2 separate regions of the Capsicum annuum genome follow, and region 1 is linked to region 2. Evidence: chromatin contacts called from public Hi-C data. All regions are on one chromosome and are shown on one strand. Each heading gives the region's core, a stretch centred on a gene start, on an enhancer-like site or on the middle of the called end of the contact. The rest is flanking DNA. Distances are from core to core; before and after follow the strand shown.

Region 1 (4,184 bases), core at 1,203-3,702, 35 kb after region 2:
TATCTTATTTTTTTTTCCTTATTTTGTCTCTATTTATTGTTAACCAATTTCTTTTTATATTTTATCTTATTTGTAATAGCTCCTCACCGTACCTCACTTTTTTTGTAAGTTTATCCTTTAGATATGTTAATATCTGACATTATATAACAATGAAAAATGATATACAATTTATTCAAACATTATATTCATTTAAACAATATATTATAATACATACTACAATGCAATACAATAATATTGTAATACATTACTATTTGTAATAATCGTCCAAAAAAGATGTAGAAGTTTGATTAAATATCTCAACTTTTAAAATAAATGAGTATAAATTACACAACTTATATTTTTAATATTACAAAAAATTTCAACTCCCTAAACATATTACAAAAATCCCAACATATACACAAAATGTTACATATATGTCGGCTATATTATGTATATTGATAGGGAGAGAGAGTAAACTAATTAAAAAAGGAAGAGAGTGTAATTACTCCCCAAAGATTTGATATTTATGTTATTTATATTTATTTATTTTTTTACTTCTCAAAAATTTGTTCAAATGGACTACTATTGTTTAGGCAACAGACTGATAGAAAATGTGACATCAAATAACCCAAAGACGGAACATAAAGCTTGCTTTAATATTTGGTTGAAATTATTCTACTTATTAATTTTTTCAAAGAAAAAAACTTCCACAGAAATAAAAGATCAAAATTAATTCCTAAATCCAAAATTTAGAAGCAAAACTAACAAAAAGAAAAAGCTAAGGAGAATAATTCAAAGAAGATGAAGAGGACTTTAATCAAAATCTTTAATGAATGCCTTTGATATTAAAATTCCCATTCCTATCTTTAAGTTAATAATAGTTCGAAAAATAGATTTAGCCATCACATACCTGAAGAATTAACTCTTAACAATTTGACTTGTAACATAACTACATGCTTAACATTCATACAACAACAATTACAACAGATGTGGTTCTGTACGTGCATTCCCACCCACACACATGGGTTAGCCTCTGACTATATATAGACTCCCTCAATTTCAATTTGTTTATTTGACTTTCTCTTTTTAGCAACTCATTATTTCAATTTACATATGACATATCTAAAATTTCAACATTAAAGGCACTTTGGTATAAATTATTTCTTCCATTTTAATTTGTTTGACACTTTTTTTTTAATTCATTTGAATTTATTTGACTAAATTTTTTTGTTTGATTTTTAAAAAAATGTCTCTTTTACATCAAGGATGTGGCCTAGTGGTTTAGTAGAGTTGAATTAAGCACCATGAGATTTGAGGTTTAATTCTCAATATAGACAAACATTGGGTGATTTCTTTTCTATCTATTCTAATCTTTGTAGACAAGTTACCTGATAATTGTTGCTGGTGGGAGATGGTAGGTATCTCGTGGAATTAGTCGAAGTACGTACAAGCTGATTCAGATACTACAGTTATAAAAAAAAGATGCTTTCTTTTCTTTTTAACAACTTTATAATTTTAATTTTCTATTTAATATGTTGAGATCTCAAAATTAAGAAATATTTTAATACATTTGACATATCTTTTAATATACACAAGATTCAAGTCTTTGTTATTTTCTTAAACTTTTCATCAAGTTAAAATAGATCAAATAAATAAAAATAAAAGAAATAATATTTTAAATTTAATATTATAAAAATTTAAATTTTATTTTATTTTTAAAAATTTCATATAAAATTAAAATCACATAAATAAATTTAAAAAAAAGACACATCGTACCAAATATCCACAATAACCTTTGACTAGATCGTGTACACGCATAACAAATCCACTAAAAAAATATAAACGTCAAATCAATAATTATTATTATTATATTATATTAATATAAAATAATATATAATATATATTTTAAATTCTGAATTCGCCTCATGACAGTTATAACTGTCACTTTGCCTAACGGCTAACTTTTAACAATAGCATAAAACAAGGGCAGCAGAACCTCTTTCCTACTCTTGGCACGTGGTCAACCCTCAGTTCGACAATTCACGGCACTTTAATCGTTTAGCACAAATTAATACTTTTACTTTAAACCCCTTAATAAATGTTGTTGAACACTGGTTTATTAACACATATAAGTAGAATTAAAATAACAATAAAAATAAATTAATTTCTCCATTTTTAAAGACTTAATATATTTTATTTATATTTTTTTAAAAAATAATTAAAAAATAACTTGACTAAATTATTTTTATGTATTATTCTTTTTAATTTAATATTTTTTTCCTAGATTATACTAAGAATAAAGATGATAGGTATTGTGGATCTAAGTTGTTCGAATTTTCTAAAAATATTATCGTATTTATATTAGATTTTTTAAAATTATGTTACTTTTAAAGGATCTAACATACATTTAATGATATTTTTGAAGAGTTCAAATAATTTTATTAAACTATCTATTTATATAAAAATGACGAGTATTTAAAAACGGAGGGAGTAATATGCTTTTTAAAGATGACAAGTATTTAGAAAAGGAGGGAGCATGGTTTTTTAACAATTTGCCGAGAAAAAAAAGTTTTATCGGTTCAATGACTTTATATCAGTCCATGTATAATGCCTTTCTGAGTTTCAGTTTAGCTTCTTTCCTAGTTTTTCTAACCATAGTTAAACAGTATATCTCTCTTCCATTCTATGAGATCTCCCATCAAAGATCCATTTTTCAGGTGAGTAAAATTCAGCTGAGTTTTCTACACTTCTTCGACCAGTTATATATGCAATTTTTTTTATTCTAGACATCATGAAATTGAAGGACAAAATTGGATTTTTGAGGTCAGATTTTATTGTTTCTGTCGGTTGGATGAAATTTTCACTGATCAAGACTGAATTTTTGCTAATCATTTCTTGAATTTGACAAGAAGAAAATGAGATTTCTTGATTTGTTGTTGAATCTACATTCTGGTTTTGGTCTTTGGGGATCTGTTATAAAACGAATCATTTGATGTAAATTCACAAATTTGAATGCAAGTGCTAATCAATTAGTATGTTTTTTTGTAGAATTTTATGATGTTATGTTTATCTTGTTCCTATGATTTTTTAATTTTTTTTCAATCTGGGTCATTTCATCTTTGATTGTTTTTTTTTTTTTGCAGGATAATTTGGTAAAATAAAATTGGTACCGTAGAATTAATAAACTTATCCAAGTCCTGCATCTTTTTCTATGCTGGAAATGATTGAGTTTTCTCATAAGAAATTTTTTCTGTCAAATTGAATAAATAAAAAGGGGAAAAAGATTGGGTTTTTACCAGTTTCCAGAGCTGCAGAATGGACTCATGGATCCCAGCAACACCGGGGAATCCAGGATTTGTGAAATCTCCACCAATTTGCAGTGACAGGCAGGAAAATCAGCAAGGTCAAGTGGATTGGTCAGATTTGCAAAGAAAACAAGCACTGGGACATACGGCTGGCGCCACCGGGGAAGCACAGAATGCGGCAGCATACTGTGGTTCAACAAGTTCAGTGACAGTAGATCAGTGCTTCATTACCTCGGAAGCAGCAGTGGGAGCAAAGTCCAAAATGGATGGAGGTGGAATAAATATGTACAATAACTTCCCTAGTGATAATGTAGACATGTGGAGCAATGTGTCTTTTGGAGATCTGTTGATGATGGCACAGGCTGGTGGCACCACGCCAGCAGATGAAACAGCGAATAGAGTGAAGAGTTCTTTCAACCCATTCCTGAATTCTGAGAATGCAGGTAGACAAATGAAGTATTTGTTGATTCATTCGTCATTATTAATTGTAATGATCCTACTGCTTGGAGGACTTCAGATAACGATAACGATAACTGCAATTCATGTATATGTCAAGAGTTTCTTTTACCTGCCTCATTGACACAACTACGCAACAGTGTCTTCATGCATTGTAAACCTGCAAACTGTTTGACAATGAAATATAACAAGTTTAGTGTCATTCTTTGGTAATTTGAAACTTACATCTACTAACAATTTGAATGCACAGCATGCACGGATTGCTCGTGTCGAGTAGAACAACCCTGTGAATACTCAATGAAGTTACAATTTGGATTAAAAATAGTGTATCCTAGAACAAAATCAGAGTGGAAACAAAAGGGATCACATACAAGATCAGTTATACAGTGTTTTCTCTGTGATTGAGTGTTCTTCTGTTCCTATTGTTATCTACAAGTAATTGCA
Region 2 (4,165 bases), core at 913-3,412:
TAACATGTCATATGAAATAACAAGTCTATACTACTAAAACAAAATAAATTGAAACATAAAATATAACATAAATTCAAAATAAAAAATAAAAGCATAATACTCTTATATAAAATTTCAATAAGTAAATATAATTAAAAAAAAAAGTGAATTTATAATCTCACTCAATAATAAAATTCTACTTTAATTTGACCACTAAAATAATAATGCAATACGAGTTATTATATTGAATCATAATAAGTAAAGGTTGAAAAATAAGAAAAAAAATATAAAATGTAAAAAATGAAAAATGAAAAAAGTAAAAATAAAATAAATTAAAATAATAGAAATAAAAAATAAATTTAAAAAAAAAAGAAATTAAAATGAAAACATTAAAAAAGAATTAAAATGTAACATTATAATTACACCATGTAATTGCACCCAACTTTCAATCGCTAATTGAGAATTGGACTCTATAATTACATCTAATTTCATTTCTTTGTGATTTTCCAAACATGTCCTTTAACTATTTCTTAGTTTCATCTTATTTTATTAGTGTAGTCCCTTAAAGTAATGTCTATGAAGAATATAGTGTATGCAAACCTGATATTTAGTGGTTGTTTTCGATAGATCCCCTAACTTAAGATCAAAACAGTCTAAAAAAGAAGTGATGAATTTATTTAATTTTTTAAAAAAGATGTAATAAAACTAATAAAACCATATTAAAACAAAATATAATCAACCTGTATGAAACAATAACAGAGATCAAAAACAAAAAACAAAAATAATACTACGACTATAAAGATAGACAACAAGCTGATACACTCCTACTAACTACAAATTATATATTTATTTTTATTAGAAGTTAAGTTGTTTAGTCTAAGTTTTTAGAGGAAGAATAAGTATTTTTAAGTAATAGTGGAAATCATTTTTAAAGAGAAAATAGTTTCTCCATAAATAGTTTCTCCATAAAAGCACTTTTGTAATTGGAACTCTCAAATATGAAGTGAAAGTCGAGGGGCTGTTTAAGTGTGTAATGAAAAGAAGAAAATAATTTGGATAATTATCATGTTGGTTGAGCAAGAAGAAGCCTATAGGGAAGAATAAGCACAAAATTTATCTAATACTTTGAAGAATACACTGAGTTTGTTGTTTTTGAAGTGATTAATTATAAGCGTAAAATATTTAAAAAATATTTTTCTCTTTATATACTAAAAATTATAAGTAAAAATAATGTACATCTATACTACTATATTAAACGTGTAAGGGTCTTACAAATATTGTTTGAACTTTTTGTCCTTCACTAAAAGTCTCTACCTTAGACAAAATCGTCTTATCTCTATTTTCTTAATATTTAAAAGTTAAAAATTAATTCAATATTTATGGTAAAACCTTTTCTTATTCAAAGTCATCATAATTAATGACAACTAATTCATTTTTCATTAGTTTAGGAAATCAACTTTTAGTTTATTTTAAGAAGATTTGAAAAATGTAAAAATAAATATTGAAAGCATTAGAATAAAAAAAATATAAAAAGTACCAAAACTTTAAGTAAGTAATCAAAGATTTTCTAAATATTTAATTAAAACAATAAGAAAAAATTTTAAATATATAAAAGAATAAAAAAAATAAGCATACTACAAATATGGTTCAAATCGATGTGTCTCTCTTGACCTTTAATGAAAAGGAAAAGAGGTACTGCATGACAAACACAAAAACGACGATCCGTTAACCACTTGAAATTTTTTATGATAAATTATATATACTTTTACAATAAAATATATGTTATATTTATATTATTATATTAAAGTTCGACGGCTCTTAAGAATTAATTTAAATTTTTTATATTTCATTAAAAATCTTCACATAGACAATACCATCTAATAAAAATTATACGTGCAAAGTACGTGTGATTAAATTAGAATATATATATATATATATATATATATATATATATATATATATATATATATAAACTAACATCATAAAGAATAGAAGTGATCGAAGAAAATATTTTTCAAAATAAACTATAGAAGATTGATCAACCAAACTATAAGACAAGATGTCACTTTTTGATTACATATGACCAAAAAGTTAATGCGACAGTTTTTTAACAATAACAACAACAATAATTATATTGTCCTTTTCAACTGAAATTTGAAAAAGGTAGAACCAATAAAATACTACCATTAGTGGGCATCTAACTACCTAGACAATTGGTTGCCTATAATCCTATCAATGGCCCACTATTGCCTTTTCCCAAGCATAATAATTGTTTTTTCTTTTATTTCTCATATTGGATTGATATATATTTTAGAGTCTTCGTTAATTTGAATTTATGTTATGCATAATTTATATAAGAGGAGAGTGCTTTATAATATGAGTTTTTAATATTCAAAATCCAAATTTGAAGTATGAATATTTCTTATTCTTCGTAGAAAAAGTAAAAGTATCTGACTTTTTTCTTTTATCAACATTACACACGTTTCTTGTCATTCGCATAAAAAATACTCATTCCATTTCATAATAAATGAATTGTTGAATTTTGACACATATATTAAGAAAAAAAATTAAAAATATAAATTTAACACAACTTTCCATTTTTACCCCAAAAATGTAAAAGTTAACCTTATAATACATTTTCAAAAGTTAATTGGTTGTCAAATCATAAGGGCAAATTTTAAAAAAAAAAATCACTGATTCACTTATTTTGAAACACCAATAAATTACCATAACAATTCAGTTATTTCAAAACGGAGGGAGTATGATAGTTTTTATATTAAAAAGATTACGCATGTTTCTTACCCTTTGCAGAAACAGTATAAGTAACTAACCGTTTTTTCTTTTATTGATGTTACATATATTTCTTGTCATTCGCATAAAAAACATGATAACTTTTATCTTGAAAAGATTATGGAACAGAAAAAGTAAAATAACATATAAATTGTTTAAGACCTTCATCTCATTTTAACTTGTACAAATATTTCAGTCAGTTTTACCCAAAATTTAGAAAAGTTGAAAGTATTTTATTTCAAAAAAATATATATTTAGTCTAGAAGCTGAGTTTTTTAGCTAAGCTTTTAGAGGAAAAAGTAAATATTTAAGAAATTGAAAGAAGTAATTTTTTATCGAAGCACTTTTGAAATTTTGATTAAATTAAACATAAAATATTATTGGTATAAATAAAAATCAACCCCAAATTGATTAACAAAAAAAAATCGTTAGTCTCCAGAAATATTACTCCTATTTCAATTTCTTTATATTCTTTAAAGCTTATTTAAAAATAAATATTTTTTTTAATTGTGATTTTTTAAAAATAATTTTTACATTTCAAGGTGATATATTTAAATAACAACATTAAAAATTGTTTTGATATATTATACGTATCTTTAATGTAACATCATAAAATTTAATAATTTTATTTATTTTTTAAAAATTTAAATAAAATTCAACTACAATAAATAACTAAAATATTTTTTTAGAATAAATTAATTTTAAAAGATTGACGAAACATATTATAAGACAAGATATCACTTTTTGATTGTAGTATGGCCCAAAGAGTTGATGAGACAGTTAAAATAATTAATTATACCAACAACAAGGATGATGTCGTTTTCAGGAGAATTTTATTATAATGAACCTCTAAAATACTACCACTATTTGCCATTAAACTTACCTAAAGAATCAGTTGCCTATACTACTATCAATAATGATCCACTATTGGCTTTTTGAGAGCCTATTCTCTGAGAGGTCGTTTCACAGGTGTCTGAGAATAGTGTAGAATATTGTGTATTAATAATATTTTTATAGAGGCAAATTTAGGATTAGAAGTGAAGTTAGAATTTTAAGTAAGGGGATTCAATATTTGAAGAAAACTAAGTTGAAGGGGGTTCAATACATATTATAATTACATAAAAAATAATGTTAATCATACATAAATAATATATTTTTCCGTCGAAGGGGGTTCGGACGAACCTCCTGAAGAGGGCTGGCTCAGCCTCTATCCAGGATTCGGACTCTCTGGGTGCCAAGTAAACTTATTGACAGGGGCAGAGTCACCTTCGATGAAGAATGGTCAGATGCACACCCTTCGTCGGAAAATTATGTGGTGAATAGAGGTTAAATGTTAATCATAATGAGTGTATTTTAATTTTGCATACTCTTAACATAGTTGAGAATAAAATTTGCA

The links. Hi-C and Micro-C count contacts between places; a contact is called where the count stands out from the background.
Region 1: a contact with region 2 is called in a Hi-C map of placenta, with 4 times the contacts expected there. The contact joins the promoter of LOC107843637 here to the enhancer-like site in region 2. A contact is called at or near these places in 2 of 5 Hi-C or Micro-C datasets (leaf and placenta).

Annotation. Positions count from the first base shown.
Region 1 is chr10:208,054,394-208,058,577 of UCD10Xv1.1, forward strand. It overlaps LOC107843637 (DNA glycosylase/AP lyase ROS1), which reads left to right and starts at 2,453. Exons shown (of 20, transcript XM_016687980.2): 1 at 2,453-2,696; 2 at 3,123-3,727. The coding sequence starts at 3,295.
Region 2 is chr10:208,019,564-208,023,728 of UCD10Xv1.1, forward strand. No RefSeq gene overlaps it. Among protein-coding and RNA genes, the nearest start is that of LOC107843637, 35 kb to the right of the region's middle. Within about 2 kb of position 2,163, at least 1 of the 5 cell types and tissues checked has an H3K27ac peak or open chromatin away from gene starts, as enhancers often do.